Regions from separate parts of the Mus musculus genome. Here region 1 is linked to region 2. The links are chromatin contacts, called in public HiChIP or PLAC-seq maps. All regions are on one chromosome and are shown on one strand. Each heading gives the region's core, a stretch centred on a gene start, on an enhancer-like site or on the middle of the called end of the contact. The rest is flanking DNA. Distances are from core to core; before and after follow the strand shown.

Evidence for each region. HiChIP or PLAC-seq counts read pairs in DNA pulled down with a chosen protein or histone mark.
Region 1: a FOXA1 HiChIP or PLAC-seq map of pancreatic cancer cells shows a contact between it and region 2. The contact joins the promoter of Unc13a here to the promoter of Pde4c in region 2.

The regions. Positions count from the first base shown.
Region 1 is chr8:71,670,031-71,673,104 of GRCm38.p6, reverse strand. Unc13a (unc-13 homolog A) reads left to right here and starts at 1,348. Exons shown (of 44, transcript NM_001029873.2): 1 at 1,348-1,479. The coding sequence starts at 1,458.
Region 2 is chr8:70,722,712-70,725,428 of GRCm38.p6, reverse strand. Pde4c (phosphodiesterase 4C, cAMP specific) reads right to left here and starts at 1,365. Exons shown (of 17, transcript NM_001310465.1): 1 at 1,212-1,365; 2 at 862-914. The coding sequence starts at 903. It overlaps Gm34255 (a long non-coding RNA gene), which reads left to right and starts at 901. Exons shown (of 3, transcript XR_379077.3): 1 at 901-1,037; 2 at 1,795-2,158.

The DNA.
Region 1 (3,074 bases), core at 99-2,598, 950 kb before region 2:
GGTGGCCGCCATTCTGTCTCCAAAGCCTACAGGAGGAGCTGCTGATACATACCTCCAGGCCCTTCTCCAGGAGCTGCCAGTCTAAGCTGTGAGCTTAGGGCCAGTAAGACACTGCTACCAACAGCTACAATGATGAATAAGTGACCTGTGCATGAGGAACAGCATCCAGGGTTGTTCACTGGGCTTACATGCACAGGTGTGTGTGCTCAGACACACTCACATACACACACACTATCAGATACAGACACATACACTCAGACACACAGATACACAAACACACACTCAGACATAAACACATACAGACACACTCATACACACACACTTATACAGACACAGACACACAAGCACAAACACACTCACATAGACACATACAGACACACTCACACACACAGACACATGGACACACACAAACATACTCACATGCACACACAGGCACATGCAAACTCTGTCTTACACACACACACACACACACATTCCACACATGGAAAAAAATCAAGAAGCTCTGCACAATATCCCAGTGAGCTCCTCCTGCCAAGCCTGAAGCCATGAATTCTATTCCTGGAACCCACATAGTGGAAAGAGAATCAAGTCTGGAAAGTTGCCTTCTGATCTCCATGGGCGCTGTGATATGTGTGTGCCTCATTTCTACACACATAAACAATGTAATGTATAAAAAAAATTTTAGATTTATTTTGCTTTCTGTGCATGTCTGTGGATGGTTGGGAGCTACCATGTGGGTGCGAGGAACAGAAGGCTGGGGTCTCTGGAAGACCAGCTGGTGCTCTTAACCTCTGGGCAGCTCTCCAGACCCAATAAACGTGTGTTTTTTGTTTGTTTTGGTTTTTAGAGATAGAATCTCACTATGCAGACTAGGATGGCCACAGACTCGCAGAGATCTATTACGTCCATGGCCCGCAAGAAGTAAAGTTATAAAATGGGCAGAGATATGTGCCTGTGGTAGAGTATATGCCTCATACGGGGAAGGTAAGGCACATGTCTCGCAAGTGTCAGTACCCGGATTAAAAAACAAACAAAAAAACCAATAAACAAACAGCTTCCTGCGGCACTGAAGATGGGGAATTGACAGCAAATAGCAGTTCTGTTACCCAGGAGAATGTAAAACAAGAGCACAGGTTAGGTGGCTCAGAGAGGAAATAGAAACGTGGAGACCTAGGTAGGTGGAGCACGGACAGAAATACTCATCGAGGCTGAGCCAGAAAGCAAAGGGCTTTGAAACAGATACGACCTGGCCTGGACTCCCCGCAGTTTACGAGCCCTTTAAGGCGTCTGCCCGGCCCCGCCCCGTCACGCGTCTCCGGCTCCGCCCACGCCGCAGCGTCAGAGCGCGTCAGGCGCTGTCCGCGCCCCCGGTGCTGAAGCGACATGGCCGGCGGCCGGGCCCCGGCATAAGCCCTGAGCCCCGCGCTGCACCCGCCGCGCTCTAGCCGCCTGGAGTCATGTCTCTGCTGTGCGTGGGAGGTAGGTTCTGCGTGGACGCGGGAAAAGTGCGGGGTGTGCGTGGATGAGCCGAGTCGGGCTGCACAGCAGGGGGACCCCCGGTGCGCGCTTCAGGGCGCACTTGGATCAGCCCTAGGTGCTCTTCCTGTCACTCACACGAGTGGATGAGGGACTCGGGGCGCCTGTGTAGACGGTTTATAGGCCCTGGTTGGGGCTGAGGAGACGGCGGACCGTGCGCGCGAGGGTGGGGCGTTTAGGGGTAATGGGCCCGGACTGAGCGTAGGAGCAACCTCTCCGATCCCCAGTATGCCCTAAACAGTGCAGCAGGCTCCGCGGAAGCTCGTGGCTCCCTCTTCGCCTCACCCCTAGGGCTGGAGGAAGGGAAGGAGATGTGGGGGAGCAGCTATTTTGGGGCCAAAACGCCATCTGCACCGAGGCCCACGCCCAGGCCCACGCTCCGCATTTGGAGAGTAGGGAGGGAATAACGGGAGAGGTGTGACCCCTGCACCCCTCGAAGTTCCGGGTGGGGCTAGGCACGGCTGCCAGGTAACTCTACAGCGGGAGACCTTGGGCGACCGACTGGCCATGTAGCGATGCGTGCCGATACCGTTGTGAGCTCTAGGTTTGGAGGGTGGGGGGTGAACCCCCTACTCCCTTTCCCCTTCCCACCTCCAGGAAGCTGTGTAAGGAAGAGGGCGAGTCTCCATCCCCTCAGAACCCAGGCGGCGGGAGACCTGGGCGGCGGTGTGCGGATTTGAGCTCCGCGGCTGTGTAGCCCTAGATGGCCCCGCCCCTCTGCCCCTCCCCCTCCCTGTCCCCCCCTCCCCCTCCGCTCGCTGCTCCATTCACAAACCCGGCCCAGCCCGCCCGCGCCCCGCGGTGCATCGCTCTAGTCTGTTGGACGCGGGTGTTCTTAAAGGAGCAGGAACTCTTTTCTCTGACCCTGTGCCTCGAAGGTTCCGACTGCCCAGGATTACTGGGTATCCGCGGCTTCCAGACCTGGGAAGTAAGCGGAGCTGAACGTGAAGGGGATCCTCACCTCGGGAGCTCCCTGAATCCCGTGTCCTCCCATCCTGCCTCCTGGGGCGGGGGGGGGGGGGCGCGTCACCCCAACTCTGACGCAAACCGGAGGCTCAGCTGTGGGGGTGGAGGGCGTGCAGCCTAAGAAAGGAGGCTTCCAGAAAGCCAGGCCCAGGAGACATTTGTACTGAATTCCCTGGATACCATGGTGGGCAGAACAGGGAATGAAGGGTAGGGCTCTGGGGAGAGGAAACAGGCAGAGAGGTAGGGAGGTGCAGGTGGGGCCTGAGTGGGGCGCTGGGCGTGGTAAAGCTGGGCCTGGAGGTGTCCAGTGGACCTGAACTCACCCTCACAGTCAGGGAACACCTTCATTCCAACCACCCACGACCCTCCCCACGGACGCTTTATGGCTAGGGCTGCCATTGGATATATGGGGGCTCCAGGCTCCTCTGCAATGGAAGCTTCCATGTTGCAGATACAGATCTAGATTGTACACACAGGATGCTAAGGAACGTTTAGTATATACACATAGATAGGCAGGAGCTGAGGCTCAGTATGCATAGTGCTTGCTACAGTGCTCATAGCTCAGTTGGTAC
Region 2 (2,717 bases), core at 116-2,615:
CCCTGCCTCCTCCTGGCTCAGACACTGGTCCAAGCACTCACAGCTGCCCACCCTCCTTGCCTAGCACAGAGCCCTGGGCTCCATCCCCAGCAGCACACAGAACAGGCAACAGCCCTCCCTTCACTTTGGGTTCCAGAGCTTAGGAGGTGGAGCTGGAGGCATAGGGATTAGAACGTCATATTTGGTTGCAGTCAAAGTTCGAGGCTAGCCTGGGCTACGTAAGACCCTGTCACATTGAAAGGAAAAAAAATCGAAAAAAAATCTCTCTGTCTCTGTCTCTCTGTCTCTCTGTCTCTCTCTCTCTCTCTCTCACACACACACACAGAGGCAGAGAGAGACAGAGAGACACAGAGGAACCATAAATCTAAAACAAATGAAGGTAGAGGGGTCTGGAGAGATGGCTCAGTGATTCCAGCAATGGCAGCTGGAGACCAGGGTTCTGTAACTCCAGTTTCAGGGCATGGATTGGCCTTTCCTAGCCTGAGTGGGCCCTGACCTCTGCGGTACACAGACAAACCATTCAGGCGGAAACCCCCATACAGAAAATAATAAAAAATATTTTTAGGGCTGAAGAGATGGCTCAGTGGTTAAGAGCAGTGGCTGCTCTTCCAGAGGTCCTGAGTTCAATTCTCAGCAACCACATGGTGGCCTACAACCATCTGTACTGGGATTCAATATCCTTTCCTGGTGTGTCTGAAGATAGCGACAGTGTACTCATAAGTAAATAAACAAACAAACAAATCTTTAAAATGACTTTTATCTTGCATTCAGGCCCTGGGCTCAGGGAGCCTCATTGTCCCTTTTCAGAGCAGGGACCTCAGTCCCCAGCTCCTGCACTGAGCCCAGTCCCGGCCTACTCACCTCAGTCCACAGGAAGGACAGGGCCGTGCCACTCCGCCTCATGGTGCAGGCTTCTGTGATGACAGGGATCAGTGAGACCAGGTCCCAGCCAGTTGCTGGGCCACCCCACGCCCCCAGAGCCCAGAGCCACATCAGCAAGGCAGCGAAGTCACAGCTGCCTGGCGAGGCTGCTGCAGGTACTCCCGCCCAAGCTCCCTACCCTGGCCAGCCCTAGGGACTAGAATCCTGGGTCCAGGTCACCTAGGAGAACCGTTCAGCGCCCGGAGGGACTCTTGCGCTTTGTGGGGTTTCTGAGAGCCGAGTTTCATGAGAGGTAGGCCTTCTCACACTGACACAGGTGTGGTACTCACTTCCAGCTGCTCCTGTGGGGACCTGCGCTGTGAGTGTGCTCTGTGACCTCCCAGGAGCAGAGGACAGACGGTCCTATCCCACTCCCAGCTGGGTTCTTTAACTGAGCACCAGACTAGACCCGAGCCAGGAGGCACCCTCGGGACTGGAGGAGGGGGTAAGGGCAGAGTGACCACAAGGGCAGGGAGGTGTGTGTGTGTGCCCAAGTGTGTGACCAAAACAGGGCTGAGGGGGAGGGGAGGAGAGGGGTGAGTGGCCAGGCAAAGGTTTACTTGTTAATGTGTTTACACCTGACAGAGGACAGAAATAGCCTGAGACTGAGGCATTACGTTAGTATTTTGGGGTACCAATCAAGGCACCCCAAGGCTTTAGGAAAGCTGTTCTGCTATGCTGTGCTGGTCCAGGCAGCTGATGACACTCTCTGGTCAAACCTTACCCACAAGTTAGAGCTGCAGTCAGAAGTGGGAAAGCCAGGGAGCTGGGACTGGAAGATGGAATGTGGCCTGGGCCTAGGAGATCTTGAGGCCACTCCAGTCTGTGGCTGTGAAGCAAGTTAATGTTTCACCCTACACCCCTCCCCCACAGACAGGCCAGGAGACCTCTCACCACCTACTCCAGTGGTCATCAGAGCGTGACCTGCTGTGGGTGGAGGTCACTTCAATCTGCTGTCAAACATCATAGCAACGAGGGAGACACCCTCACCTGTACTGAAGAGTGGGTCCTGTCTCACCCTAAAGTCGGCTGTCTGAAGGGTTACCAGACTGGAGCCTGAGCCACTGAGGGAGTGGTGGAGAGCAGGGTGTGCAGAGAGGAGCTGAGGCAGCCAGCTCCTTCCTCCCCGTGACCTCTGCACAGCCCACTTGGTACCTCCTGCCCCAAGGTTTTGAAGATTGCTGGAAAACTCAGATCCTTCCAGCAGTCAGAAGACCCCTCTTCACTTCACGGCCAGGTAGGCCTCGATGTCTTCATCAGGAAATAGGCCCATGCCTCTCCTACTGTAGGGCCTTTTCGTGCCCTGAGTACTTGCCCTGGGTACTTGCTCTGGGTGGGCTTTTTTTTGTTTTTTGGTTTTTCGAGACAGGGTTTCTCTGTATAGCCCTGGCTGTCCTGGAACTCACTTGTTTTTTTGTTTTTTTGTTTTTTGTTTGTTTGTTTGTTTGTTTTTTGAGACAGGGTTTCTCTGTATAGCCCTGGCTGTCCTGGAACTTACTTTGTAGACCAGGCTGGCCTCAAACTCAGAAATCCACCTGCCTCTGCCTCCCAAGTGCGCTACCACGCCCGGCCCTGGGTGGGCTTCTTAAGTCATGTGGATTTGTAGCTTTCCCCAGGCTGCCTCCCGTTAGGTTAGGTCTTCCAGTTCCTTGGATAGTGGCCTCTGTCCTGCCAGGACACTGGGTCACACAGGTCCTGGCTGGGGGGGGGGGGGGTGAGGACAGCAGCCCTGTCCTCTGACCCTGAAATGACATGCTCTGATTGTCATCCCCCCTGAAAGCAGACTCGGGGTTAAC